Linked DNA regions of Mus musculus: all the other regions are linked to region 4. A link is a contact called in public Hi-C, HiChIP or PLAC-seq and promoter capture Hi-C data. All regions are on one chromosome and are shown on one strand. Each heading gives the region's core, a stretch centred on a gene start, on an enhancer-like site or on the middle of the called end of the contact. The rest is flanking DNA. Distances are from core to core; before and after follow the strand shown.

The links. Promoter capture Hi-C pulls out the DNA fragments that hold promoters and counts their contacts. A called contact is a pair of places that touch in the nucleus more often than the background predicts. HiChIP or PLAC-seq counts read pairs in DNA pulled down with a chosen protein or histone mark.
Region 1: a contact with region 4 is called in a promoter capture Hi-C map of pre-B cells, with 7 times the contacts expected there. The contact joins the promoter of Ddx59 here to the promoter of Ube2t in region 4. A contact is called at or near these places in 2 of 39 promoter capture datasets (liver and pre-B cells).
Region 2: a Hi-C map of B cells shows a contact between it and region 4, with 6 read pairs. The contact joins the promoter of Camsap2 here to the promoter of Ube2t in region 4. A contact is called at or near these places in 1 of 39 promoter capture datasets (liver) and 1 of 484 Hi-C or Micro-C datasets (B cells).
Region 3: a promoter capture Hi-C map of liver shows a contact between it and region 4, with 3 times the contacts expected there. The contact joins the promoter of Zc3h11a here to the promoter of Ube2t in region 4. A contact is called at or near these places in 4 of 39 promoter capture datasets (liver, neutrophils and pre-B cells) and 2 of 115 datasets of contacts at active chromatin or transcription factors (astrocytes and embryonic stem cells).
Region 5: an H3K27ac HiChIP or PLAC-seq map of extraembryonic endoderm stem cells shows a contact between it and region 4, with 6 times the contacts expected there. The contact joins the promoter of Lax1 here to the promoter of Ube2t in region 4. A contact is called at or near these places in 1 of 39 promoter capture datasets (pre-B cells) and 1 of 115 datasets of contacts at active chromatin or transcription factors (extraembryonic endoderm stem cells).

The regions. Positions count from the first base shown.
Region 1 is chr1:136,414,008-136,416,722 of GRCm38.p6, reverse strand. It overlaps Ddx59 (DEAD box helicase 59), which reads right to left and starts at 1,452. Exons shown (of 8, transcript NM_026500.3): 1 at 1,300-1,452; 2 at 1-141. The coding sequence starts at 130. 9230116N13Rik (RIKEN cDNA 9230116N13 gene) reads left to right here and starts at 1,204. Exons shown (of 3, transcript NR_024328.1): 1 at 1,204-1,874.
Region 2 is chr1:136,344,702-136,347,401 of GRCm38.p6, reverse strand. It overlaps Camsap2 (calmodulin regulated spectrin-associated protein family, member 2), which reads left to right and starts at 1,298. Exons shown (of 18, transcript NM_001347109.1): 1 at 1,298-2,103. The coding sequence starts at 1,965.
Region 3 is chr1:133,659,971-133,662,670 of GRCm38.p6, reverse strand. Zc3h11a (zinc finger CCCH type containing 11A) reads left to right here and starts at 1,272. Exons shown (of 18, transcript NM_001276767.1): 1 at 1,272-1,434. Zbed6 (zinc finger, BED type containing 6) reads left to right here and starts at 1,786. Exons shown (of 1, transcript NM_001166552.1): 1 at 1,786-2,700.
Region 4 is chr1:134,961,229-134,963,928 of GRCm38.p6, reverse strand. It overlaps Ube2t (ubiquitin-conjugating enzyme E2T), which reads right to left and starts at 1,364. Exons shown (of 7, transcript NM_026024.3): 1 at 1,143-1,364.
Region 5 is chr1:133,688,729-133,691,428 of GRCm38.p6, reverse strand. Lax1 (lymphocyte transmembrane adaptor 1) reads left to right here and starts at 1,321. Exons shown (of 6, transcript NM_001159649.1): 1 at 1,321-1,620; 2 at 2,425-2,608. The coding sequence starts at 2,523.

The DNA of each region.
Region 1 (2,715 bases), core at 203-2,702, 1.5 Mb before region 4:
TGTGGACCGGAGTATCTCTGTCTCCCTCCACCTGAAGGCCTCCTGCTTCTGGCTTGCTTTTTTTAGCTTCACCGCTTTTGAGGTCATCATTAGAACTCCTCTTGATTTTCAAAGATCTTGGAACAAACATTCTTCAACATTCTGTTGAGGAAATTGCACCATGAGATATATTTTACCCTCAATTAAGCTCCCATGTTAGCCCATACGATGTTGTGTCAGAGAATTTTACTCAGGGCAATAGTGAAGCCGTCATGTCCCTACTTAAGCCAACTTCCACTTATCAATTTCCTCTGGGGGAAGGGATACAGTCTTTTTCCTCAGACACTGCCCTATGAAACACTGCCTACGGTTCCCCACAACCTTGCTGTGCACGCCACCTGTTTCTGTTGACCCATCACTTGTACTATTATGGAGCAGGTATTATAGAAATTCTACAGCATATCCTTCAATTGCATTTTCACACAAGAAGATACTTCACAATTAAGAATCTTAAAAAAATCAAAACAACAGTTCAAAAGGGGAAAATGCAATTATATTTATATACATAAGAGTGCTCATTCTCCGTCGTTTTTTGCTAATCTTCACAACCTGGGAAAGTAGGTCACTGCAACCCTAAGTTCATATATGTATATATTTACATGATATACATATCAGGTAGCATAATCGATACATGTATATTGAATGATTGGGAATGTACTTCAGTGGTAGAGTGCTTTGCTAGCAAGTGAGAGTCTGAGTTCCACATTCCAAAGAAAAACACTGATATATACACACACACAGAAGCAGATGAAAACTCCAGCCACCTAGGAATTAAGTTTATTTATTCAAATAACAATTCCTAAGTGTTAGAAACCAAGTATTCCTGCTCTGGAGAACAAATTAGTGATTGGGGAAAGAATGTTTAACATTTTGGGACCATGAAATAAACTTAATTTTCTCAAAAACAAAACAAAACTTAAGAAATCGCTAGTACCCATTTTCTATTAAAAAAAAAAAAAACCAACAAAAAACATGGCACCCAAACCGCCTGAAGCTTCTGAGGAGCGGGAATGGGTGGGGCGCTCGGGGCGGCAGAGCCGACAACCTCCTCCTCCGGCTCCAGGCAACGCCCGCATCCCGCGCATTCCCGCCCTCCCCACCCGCCCGCGGGCCCGCGCTCCAGGCACGCGCACGTCACGAGGACCCCGGCGAGCGGCGTGACTTAGTCCGCAGCCGCCGTCCAGCACGCAGGTTACGCCGGAGCACAGGAGCGGGAGCCGGAGGCCCGAGGCCCGAGCTGCCAGGGCGGCGCACGCTCACCCGCGCGGACCGGGCCGCGTCCGTTCCCGCTCGGGCCGCTCCGGTCCAGGCGCAGGGCCGAGTTTCCGGCCGAGTAGCCGGGAAGCTCCGCAATCCCAGCCAGGGTTTGAGGGCCCCGCGCCTGCGCACAGCGGGAGGCGGAGCTTCATCTGGCCACGCCCTCGCGGTGACGCGCTGCGGAGGGCGGTGCACAGGGTAGCGGGCAGATGTGGGAATCCTTTTGGAAGGCTCTAGCATGGAGTAGGCTGGTGAGAAAGGATTGCCAGGAAGGGCGGGGCCCTCCACGCTTAGAAAGTGGGAAGTTTGAGTGGGCCAGGAAAACCTCCTGTCAGATACTGAGAATAACTCGAGAATCCGAGCAACTTGATATGGCGTAGTTAATATGCCAAATATTCATAGATGCAGCACTCCGCCCCGCGCTGTGTAAACCAAAACTAAAACCAACCTTCAAAGTCTCCCTAGTTCCAACGGGTGGCCTTCACTTTGCCAACTTCTGGAACAGCCTGACAGGTCCCAGGACTTGCACTTCTGTTGGGGTGGGGAGGAAGTTGGACAGGAGAAGCAGGGAAATAGAGGTGAGGTTTTGGGTGTTATTTTTTTTTGAAAGATACATTTCGACCCAATATTTGATGCATACAAAATTAATTTACCAGCTACGTTAAGTGTGAAAATACTAATAAAACAAAACTCTGACTTTTATGTTGGCATTAGTAAATTAATAAACGCTAAAGCATTTCTGTATCGGATTCTACTTGCTTCGTTATGGTGTGTGGGTGTGTGTTCAGCTTGCCATTTTTGGTAGATACATTTGGCTGACAATGTTTTGTTTACCTTTTGAGCGTTATAAAAATAATGCATACCATATATATTTATGTATGTGTAGCCTTCCAGTATTTGCTTTAAAAAAAAGATTTATTTTATTTATATGAGTGCACTGTAGCAGTCTTCAGACACACCAGAAGAGGGCGTCAGATCTCATTACAGATGGTTGTGAGACACCATGTGGTTGCTGGGATTTGGACTCAGGACCTCTGGAAGAGCAGTCAGTGCTCCTAACCGCTGAGCCACCTCTCCAGCCCCAGTATTTCCTCTATTAACTTTTTTTTCTATGATTCACTGAAATGTACTATAGAAATTAACTTTACTGGTCAGATAAATGGGATACTGTTCCTGTCAAGACTGTACTTAGTTTCATAACACATGTGAATATGGGATCACGTTACATCCTTTGTCTATAGGACATACAGTAAATGTGTGCATTTTTCTGAGTTTGAAGGTTATAAACTTGCACTCTTACCTGAGTTTGCTGACATGTAATTTGCCTATTCCCAATATAAATAAATACTTTTGAACTTAATGTATATTCATAACTTTATTATTTTTTCTTATTTTGGTCTTCTAAGAAAGGGTCTCATG
Region 2 (2,700 bases), core at 49-2,548, 1.4 Mb before region 4:
TTATTGGGTTCAAGGAGGAGTGTTTCTGGGGATTAAACAGAAATCAAAAGGGAGGGGCTTGCTCCTGGAGCTGCCCTTTTCGATAGTAGGGATCAAAACGCCTCCCCTCATGTTTCATATGTCTCCCATCTTAACGGCTGATGATAATAGGGAGGCCCTAGTCGTACAAAGTAAGATAGTTCTGGGTTCAGACTGTGACTATGCCTTTACTATATCTGCAATTTAAGAGGCTTTTCTGACTCTTAGCTCTCTCATCTGTAAAATGAAAACCACCCAGGATTACATAAATTAAAATCAGATGTGTTAAAACAAGAAGTGGGGAATTAGAAAGTTAACCAAACTCGGTGTTAACTACAGTAACATTCTCCCTTTGACCCTAGACATTGATAGAGCAACTACTGTGAGGTTTAGCATCATATAGGTGTCAGAGACAAGGCAAGTCAGCTTGAAAGCTAAAGACAGTTGGTGGTTGGAATGCAGTGTGACAAGTTATGACATAAAGGACATACATTGCTCTGGAATCAGTTCTGCACGGGAAGTTGGCAGTATCAGGGAAGGCTTTCTGGAGGGAGTGACTACTGTGGACAGAGACCACAGAGACAGGCAGCGCACAGCTCTGAGAAAGCATACCCATGTGGGGGAACGGAGAGAGTTCTGGCAAGACGAACTGCGACAAATCATAATTGTGGATGTTCTTTGTGGAAGGGTTTATGTTTCTTTCTACGAGGAAACAGAAGGTACCAAAAAACCGGATCCTTCACTTAGAAAACTTAAGTGGGGAGTATCAAGTTAAAACGTCATGACGTGAAATGTATACAGCTTTGGAGAGTTTAAACCTGACCTTCAACCCTGGTTAAACCCCATGGGTGACTTAAGTTACTGCATCCCTCCATAATTTCGTGGTCAACCAGCTGTATCACCTCTCTCAGGGTTACTGCAAGGATTAAATGGGTGTGCAAGGCAAATTCTCAGCAATACGCGTGTGACATAAGCAGCATTTGAAACAAATATCAATTCTCTTGGCTGAACCACGTGTAGCGGGAGGAGAAAAGCCTCTCCTCTCCCTTTCTTTCCTTCCCTCGTCCAGCAGTGTCGGCGGCAGCAGCCCAAAGCTGCGGATGTACAGAACGTCCAATCCAGCGGGCACTGTGCTGATTAATGGATAGGGGCGCGGAGCCCATCGCGGGCGGCAGCGAGGCTGGGCATGCTCAGTGCGCATGGCGGCGCAAGACAGCGGCGGGGGCGGGGCCGGGCGCGCCAGGCGCATGCTCAGTGTTCCCATCTGCTCTTTCCATCCAGTGCCGCAGCCGGAAAACCGCAGCGACGGCGGCGGCGGCGGCTGAAGGGGAGCGAGGCGTCCGGCCACGGGAGGGGTAGCGGAAAATACGAGGACAAGCCCGATAAGGCAGGAGCCGAGGGCCCGTGATTTGATTTGCGGCCTCCCCCAGGCCGCTGCCTTGGCCCTGAGCTGCGCCGAGGAGGCGGGCGGCGGCGATCGGAGCGCCGGAGAAGCGCCGGGCCGCGGGCGGCTCGCGCGCTGCAGCGATTCTGACGTTTTCCGCGGCGGGTCCCGCGGCCCGAGGGGCGGCCGTGAGTGAGGCGGGGCGTGCGCGCTCCGCCATGGCGGGGACACTGTCCGCGACGTGATCGTCCAGGCTGCCCCCGCCCGAGCATTCCGGGCCCTCTCAGCCGCCACCCTCCTGCGAGCCCGTGTGACTAAACGGAGACAAAGGGGAGGCGGAGGGGCAGACCCGGGCCGGAGCGAGCGCGGCCGGGTGCCGCCTCACGTCTATGCCCGGGGCCGCGGCGGCTCCCGCGGGCGGCGGACTCGCGACGAGCACAGCTGAGCTTTTCCGTGCCCGGCGCCCGGGAGGGCCGCGACCGGCGCGGACGATCTGAACTCCTCTCTCCGCCACACCATGTGAAGGCCGTCGTCCCTCCATCCCAACCAGCCGCCGTGAAAGATGGGGGATGCTGCAGACCCGCGGGAGATGAGAAGGACGTTCATTGTTCCAGCCATCAAACCCTTTGACCACTATGACTTCTCCAGGGCCAAAATCGCCTGCAATCTGGCCTGGCTGGTGGCCAAAGCCTTTGGGACAGGTAAGTGGTGTCGTCCCTTTCCTCTTCCTCCCGATGCTGTCCACATCCCAGTTTTTGTTCCTGATTCCAGCCCCCTCCCCCATGTGTATCTTCCGGTACAGGTTTAGGGAGATGACGGGAGACGAGCTCTAGGAGAAAGAAAGAAGGCAGGTTTGGTCTTAAATGAGGTGCCCTTGACTGACGCGGGAGGGGTTGACCGGGTTCCTTTTATTGAATAGCGTGTGTCTAAATTCCGCGAGCAAATTATCGTGTTTTCCCAAAATGGCTCTAATGTGTGGTGTTTTCCTTATTATCTTGCATACGTTTCCCTTTCGGTCATAATTGTGGTTACCATACCAAGAAATCTGAGCTTATTACTGGAAGAAGGTGGGGTACTATATTGATCTTGACATTTGTAATGGTGGTTGCTAGTCAGGCTATGTAGGATGAAAGGTGGTCAGTGTTGAAGTGCAGTATCTTTTGTAGGCGTTCCTTACTCCTCTCACAGCCTTTCATACACATTCCAAATTCTCGTTAAGCCACCCATTAAAACCACTTTTAGTTTTCTGACTGGATAGTGCTTTTTCACTTAATGTCACTGAGGCATATTTCCTTTTC
Region 3 (2,700 bases), core at 23-2,522, 1.3 Mb after region 4:
AGAGAAACCCTGTCTTGAAGAAAACAAAAACAAAAACAAAACAAAAAAAAGATTGTTGTCTGATGGGTGTTCCTGTCACAGTATACTTTTAAATGTCAGAGGACAACTTTATGGGTTTTGGGGATGGAATTGAGGCATACATGGAAAGTGCTTTACATACTGCACGATCTTGTAACTTTCTTATCAAACATGGATTATTTTTCTAACACACGTTGTTTTAAGAAAACAAACAAATGGGCTGGAGAGAAGGCTCAGTGGTTAAGAGCACTGACTGCTCTTCCAGAGGTCCTGAGTTCAATTCCCAGCAACCACATGGTGGCTCACAACCATCTGTAATAGGATCTGATGCCCTCTTCTGGTGTGTCTGAAGACAGCTTCAGTGTACTCATATAAAATAAATAAACCTTAAAAAAGAAAGAAAGAAAAAAAGAAAGAAAGAAGGAAGGAGAGAAAGAAAGAAGGAAGGAAGGAGAGAAAGAAAGAAAGAAAGAAAGAAAGAAAGAAAGAAAGAAAGGAAGAAAGAAAGAAAGAAAGAAAGACAGACAAAACTAGCCAGGCATGGTAGCAGATGCCTGTGGCACTAGCACTCAAGGAGAGGAAGAATTGCTAAAGATTGGAGGCTAGCCTGGTCTACAGAGCAAGTTCCAGGTTAGGAGTTCATAGTATATCTGTCTCAAAAGCCAAAACAAACAAACAGATAAATGTGATTAAGTAAAGGAAAGCATCCAGAGCAGAACTTCTGCTATGGAAGTCCTTCAACTTTGCAAGAGAAAAGTAGTTTTTGTTTTTGTTTTTGTTTTTGTTTTTGTTTTGTTTTGTGATACAGGACTCTCTAAATAGTCCTGGCTGTTTTGGAACTCACTATATAGATCTGGGTGTTCTCAAACTCACAGAGACTTGCTTGCCTCTGCTTCTTAAGTGCTGCCACAACAGGTCAGTTAGTTCGGAGCTAATTTTTAATTAAATGTCTATCAGGTTTGGAAGGCTCATTATACACACTCTGGTTAACATAAATTGAATGTTTGGTATCTGGTAGACAGGTTTCTTGCTTCTCTCCTTGATTTTACAACAAAACAAAACTTTCGTGAAGAATAATTTTCTGATAGGCATCCGGGTCCACAGAAAGAAATTCCGGTCCCCGTGCCTCCGTGACACGTGACCCTATGACCCAAGAAGCCATTTTAAGGCTGGCCTCATAGAGGAAACTACAACTCCCAGAATGCCTGCGCTTTGCGTCGTGCTGGCACTTTCACTGGCCCAGCCTTAAAGGCGAGCCTGTAGCCGGGCGCCATCTTTGACGCTGGCAGTCCTGGGTTTCTGCTTGTTCGGCTGCTGTGAGGACGGCGGGCGACCGCAGCTAAGAAAAGAGAAAGACGTGGCAGCACGCGGGAGTCGGAGACATTGTCATCGGTTCGGTAAAGTTTCTGTTCTCTGGTAACTAGACCCATTTTTTGATTCCCGGGTGACTTGGGGCCTGGGAGGGAGAAGAGGGCGAGGGGAGTGGCAGCGGCCTCCCCTCGCCCGACTTTCGGCCTAGCCCGGGAAGTCTGAACCGGGCCCATCAGCACGGCAGCTACCCGGACTCCCGCCGGCGGCCCCGGCCTGCTGGGCTCCTAGGCAGACTTCAGCTCACTTTCCCACCCTCCCTGCCCCCACCCGCTCCGCCCCACCCCCACGGCGCCTGCTCCCTTACTTACCAACCTCTTCCCCCTCCCCCCACATCCGGTGTTCCCGAACCGGGATTCCCGGGTAGCCCCGGAAAAGCGACTGTTTCGGACCCCCGGAGGGGGAACTGACACTAGGTTGCTCTCTTCCGGGAATCAGTTTCTTTAGTTAGCTGGCCCTCCCTCCCGAGATCAGATCAAGTGCCTGGACCCGACTTTACCTCCTCGCCTTCCTCTCTAGGGTCCCACTACTTTGGAGGTTTTCTAATATTCCACATACAGAGTCGAATTCTGGTATCCTATTCCCATTCCCTACCCTGATTACTCTCCCGCCCAAGCCTTCATCCTCGAAGTCAAGAGCTACAGGGACTCTTCGTTCTTGTAGGATTGGTGAGATCGTACGAAGAACACCCCTTAGACGCCCATAATCGGTGCGGATCCCCATGGGGAAGGCTCGTTTTGTTGACATCTACCAGGCTTTGGTTCTGAACCCAGAGAAGGCGGCTGTGCAGCTAGTGGTAGCCATGCTTTCGTAGGGTAAACGTGTTGGTATTGAGGGGAGGGGAGGGGGCCCACGGAAAAGGAATGGAAGTGGTTTAAAGCTTATTTTAGTTTGGCTGCTCATAGAATGTCAATTTATGAGTTATTTACAGGTTGTATGTAATGTTGCTTCAGTCTAAAAATATGAACTCTTGATAGAAACCGTAAATGAAGAATATAGCTTGTTACCTTGTTTTGAAATTTTATTTCCAGTTAATTTTTCTTCAGCCACCTATAGTTTTCAAAATATCAGAACAGAAAGGGCACAGCTAGCGCTTACTGCTAATGCCTAGTATGTGGAATCTGATTTAGCTGGCCGGAATTGACTTTTTAGGTTGTATTGGCAAGTCAGTCTTAAATGATGACTGTTGAGTGGTGCACTAAGCTTAAGTGAAATTTCCTGAAAATATTCCCGAAGTTAAGGGAAAGCCAGTGTTGTTGTCGTGTGGATTCACTAAAAGTACATATTTTAAGAACTGAAGGCATTTCCAGCAGA
Region 4 (2,700 bases), core at 115-2,614:
TATCGTTTTAAGCCTAATGAAGCCTTGTTATTGGGGGTGGGGTGAGGGAAGCATTGTGTGTGTTGGGTGGGGGGGCAGTATTTGGCTTACACTTCTACATCACAGTATACTGCTGAAGGAAGAAGGCAGGCCAGGAACTTAAACAGGACAGGAACCTGGAGGCAGGAGCTGATGCAGAGGCCACAGAGGGCTGCTGCTTACTGACTTTCTCCCCATGACTTGTTCAGCCAAAGCATTGCTATTTTATACAGAAATCTGAAGGACTATTTTCAGTAAAACGAAACAAAACTCTTGTAAATACAGGGGACTAGAAAAACAGTTCAGCGGGTTAAAGCCCTTGCTGCACAGGCCTGACAACTTGATTCAATCCCAGCAATCCACAGTAGGAGAGAACGCTCTCCTCAAAGTTGTCTTTGGGCAATCAATTACAATAAAACTACCTACAACTGTAAACTGTATCTTTATATAAAATAAGAACATAGTGGAAAGGCATGCTAATCAAATTAGAACGAGGGGGAAAAAGGCAGTTTCTCTCAAAGAAGCCATGAGACTATGATAACAATTGGTATATACAAAGTCTTCTCGGGTGAGAGATGGCTTAGCTGTTAAGAGCACTGGCAGCTCTTCCAGAGGACCCAGATTCAATTCCCAACATCCATCTGACATCTCATAACTAACACCGTCCTGTGCCTCCGAGGGCACCAGGCATACCCGTGGTGTGTATACATACATGCAGACAAACACTCATATACAAGAAAAGTAAATAAAAAATTAAAAAGTCCTTTGGTATAAAAGCCATGTGTTATCATGTATTTTATGAATATAAAGGGTTTTCACAGAGCCGGGGCTTGGGGGCATAGACACTGGAGGCGCCTAGGTAGAAGTCAGTTCCAGGTCAGCCTGGGCTACAGCGACACCTGTCTCACAAACAAAACGAAACCCTCAACCAAACAACCATAACAGAGTTCCTTACACTACGGCTTCAAAAGATATTTTCCTTTTAATTTTTTTTAAACCGGCGTTGTTAGCCTCTTTTCCAGTAACCACTCCCCGCAAACGTAAGCTTTTTACAACTGCACTGACTCTTCGTAAAATTCTTTGTGTCCCAGGCCTGAGGTAAATAAATAATCAATGCACAGAACCTGGGTAGGTGGCAGATGCTGGAGGTAGCCTTGGCGCGCCCAGGGCGGTTCGCTCTCCCCGCCGTGTTCCTCCCAGGGCCGCTCGGGTAGAAACGGGACTCCTTCCCCAGACTCTCCGTGACCTCGGGCTCGTTCCCTCAGGTGGCACTCGCAGCACCCGTCAGCAGCCCCACTTACCGCGGCGCGCCTCTGCTGTGCTCACGCGGAACCGCGGAGACCGTTGGAATGACTCCACCCCCTTCCAGGAGAGGACTGTGATTGGTCCGCAGCAAACCTGGGGGAGGCGCGCGCCCGCCTATTGGCCACCGCTCAGAGCTTGCGTCCGCTCACGCACCGCTCAAATTGGCGCGCGCACGCGTATCCGGAATTCTCAGTTCCCGCTGTGGTCTTGTTTGTAAATCGACTGTGAGCTGGGAAGGCTGGGAAGTCATCTACAGGAGAGGAAAAAAAAAAGGCAACTGGACACGCTTAATCTGGAGAAGTGACTGCTGAGTAGCTGCCTTTATATCTTTGTTGTGGTTCTGTGGAACGGGGTCTCGCGATGCAACCCTTGCTTAGCTTGGAATTTGCTATGTAGCTCAGGCTAGCCTGAGACTCCTGGCACTCCTACGCAGCTTCCCAATGGCTACCAGGTCACCCAGGCTTTAAGCAATGACAGGGGAAACTTTACAACTTCATTTAAGATCAGTAGTCTAAAGATACAAGTTAGCCGAGCACGGTCGCGCAGGCATGTTGAAATAAAAAGGTGAGAATTTGAGACCAGCCTTGGGTACATAGATTTCCTCCAGATGAAAAAAGATTTTTTTTTTTAATTTATAATTCTGGTGAACAAAGCATTCCATCAGGACTCTGAAGAGTAAAGTGGATGGAGTAAATTTCTCCACCACTGGAAATGTTCATATGGAAGCTTCAACCTGTTAGGGGTTAACGCAAGAGATCCTCTGCACTGTGAGGAAGTTAAGGATTTCCCCCTCCCTCTCCCTGAAAACAAGCCCGCTCTTCCTACATACTGTGCCAGCCTTTGATCCCTTTGAGTCACACACCAACCACGGAATAAATGACTTTCAAGCGCTCTTCCACCTCTAGAAAGGTATTTTCTAAGCAACCAAGTGCATGATTATAGCCAAGTCAGCTTTGAGGGCACAGCTGCGAGTGCCAAAAGTGGGTAGTCCTTGGGAGAGAAAGGAAAGCTTAAGACCTGAGACTCAGCAGAACTGGAATTGGTTTCAACTCTGGGAACCCTGGGGGTGGGACCAGAAATCAATCAAGGAATCACCTTTCTCTTTCACTGCTCCTAGCTTTTTGTACAGCTCCATAGCATAGACCTAGCAGTCGGTCTTTCTGAACTTCGAAGCTAATATAATTTTGGCTACCGCGGTGATGTCTGCATTTAGTCCAAACTGATGTTAAGCTACAGCTGGTTCCTCATGGAGGTTTTTATGGTGTGTTTTGTCTTCTGGAGACCCTCAGACTCATTAGGACTCTGACTGACTCTGCTCTGGGCTTCCCCAATTTAGTTGTAGGACTGAGCCAGAGGGTAGATAGTGAATTCTGCAAA
Region 5 (2,700 bases), core at 72-2,571, 1.3 Mb after region 4:
TGGGACTGGCTGCAGCAGAGCCAGGCCAGCAACAGATAGCCCCTCACCAGAAGCCCTGAGGAAGAAACAGTGGCCAACGGCCCTGTAACCCGGGCTCGGTTCCATTCCCACTATGATACCGGAACAGAGGCTCTGAGAGTATGAAACTCAGCTCACCTCTGGCATTATCACCTGCAGAAGATCTATTTATGAAGCCAGTCCACCCACGGAACCACAAGCGGGTGCCAGCTCTGTACAGCTCTCTAAACAACTAATTCTAGCTCTTTTGAGATCTGCTAAGAACCATTCTAAGGCCAGCATTGGTGGTACACTTTTTCAATCCCAGCCCTTAGGAGACAGAGGCTGGAGGACCTCTGAGAGTTTGAGGTCAGCCAGCCTGGCCTGTGTAGTGAAATACAGAACAGGGCAGTGGTGGCACACGCCTTTAATCCCAGCACTCAGGAGGTAGAGGCAGTCGGGTTTCTGAGTTCGAGGCCAGCCTGGTCTACAAAGTATGTTCCAGGCCAGCCAGGGCTATACAGAGAAACCCTGTCTCGAAAAACCAAAAAGAGAGGGGGGGGGAGGGAGGGAGGGAGGGAGGGAGGGAGGGAGGAAGGGAGGGAGGGAGGGAGGGAGGAAGAAAGAAAGAAAGAAAGAAAGAAAGAAAGAAAGAAAGAAAGAAAGAAAGAAAGAAAGAAAGAAAGAAAGAAAGAAAGAAAGAAAAGCCATGGATGTGTAGAGAAACCCTGTCTTGGGTTGGGAGCAGGGGTAAGAACCATTCTGAGCCCTGAGCCTGATTCACACCTGTAAGCACATCACCAGGGACATTAAGACAAGAAGCTACTATGAGTTCAGTCAACTTGACCTCTGAAGGGAGATCTGCCTCACAAAAACAAAAAACAAAAAAAACATAGTGTGCAAGATGGTTCATTGGATACAAACACTTGCCTCTGTCCAACACCCTAGTTTGACTCTTGAGACCAACACAGTAAGTAGGAAAGAACACACTCCCTCCAGTGTTCTCTGACCCCCACTCATGTGGCACGGCATGTGTGCAGACACAGTAAATAGATGTGAAAAGCATAAATAAGTAAAGATAACCAATGACAATAGCTACGCAAGCACATTGTCTTGAACCTTCGAATTTTGACCCTAGAGGTTTTTAACACTCAGAAAAACAGGGTGAATAGTCATGTCTCTGACTCTTCAACCACATGGGCCCCAGATGCCAGAGTGCCTGTGGGGAACAGGAGGGCTGAAGGTGGGTTTCCTGCTGTCTGGGTTGAGCGGAGCATTTCCTGTGCCCTGGCCTTATTAGCACACCGGTGGAGGGTGCTTCCTGTCAGCGACTTTCCATTCTGCCAGAGTGGTTTGCTGTTTTCACACTGCCCTGGGGGTTGGAGGAAGAAGATTTTCTCACGAAAACGCTGGGCCTCTTGACAGTCGCCTCCCTACTCCCCCACAGGCCCCTCATGTTTCCATCAACTGGCAGAAACTAGAGAGTGGCCCTACTGCTTCACACTGGGAGCACAGACAGCTGGGTGAGAAAGAGCACGGCTCCTGCAGTGGGCATTGTGGCCACCTCCAGTAGACCAACTCTGATGAACCTTCTACCAACTCAGCCTGGAATTTCAGGTGAAGGTAGGGAGGTTTGGGTCTTATTACTATTGTTGTTGCTGTTAGTAGTAGTAGTGGTGGTACAGCCGTTCTGTGTGTGTGTGTGTGTGTGTGTGTGTGTGTGTGTGTGTGTGTGTCTCGGAAGATCAGAAGATAATTTGTAGGAACCGGTTCTTGCCTTCCACTATGCATGCAGAGGGTAAACTTGGGTCATTAAACTGGCAGTAAGTACCTTTACCTGCAGAGCCATCGCACCAGCCCAAAGAAGGCAGTTTGTTGGGAGAACATTCTAGAACAGAAGATTAAAAGCTTCAGAAAGAAACAAAAACTAAAAACCAGTTTTGTATGTGAGAACCTTGGTGAATATGATCTAGGAAGAATGACTGGGAGGTGGCTGCATTGCATGAGGTACTCGAAGCCCTGGGGTTCCAGCTCCAGAACCACCTTCATGAGTGCGGTGGTGCACACCTGGAAATCCCAGTGCTGAGGGAGCAGAGGCAGAGGATCAGAGTTCAAGATCCTACACCCCCCATATATGTATATGTATATGTATATGTATATGTATATGTATATGTATATGTATATGTATATGTATATGTATATGTATGTGTATATATGTGTATATATATATATACATATATATATATGTATATATATATATATCATCTTGGGTACTTAAATAAGAAATTTCAATAGTACAAAATGATACAATTTGGAATACATAGGGATTTGGAGAATTTTCTGTCATTCTATTATCTACTTTTTTTTTAAAAGGTGATTATATGCAAAATGCATACCAGTTTACCCTTTTTCCCCTCTATGAATCAGCAACTTAGAAAGAGCTAAGAAAAGTGGAAGCCATACTGGCTAGTCAGTCACGACACTGAAAAGGCTTAGAAGCTGCAAAGCCCCTCAGAGGTCCAGTGATGTACAGCACCCCGGCCCCTCCAGAGGTCACAAGAAGGAACTCAGAGCCCAGCACTCGGCAGGGGACTCTTGGCAGCCTGCAGGGGTGAGTGCTTTGGGAAAGTGAGCCCCAGGGTCCCCTGATCTCCTACAGGAATGGTCTATTTCCAACCCAGACCTGGGTCCACCAAGATGAGC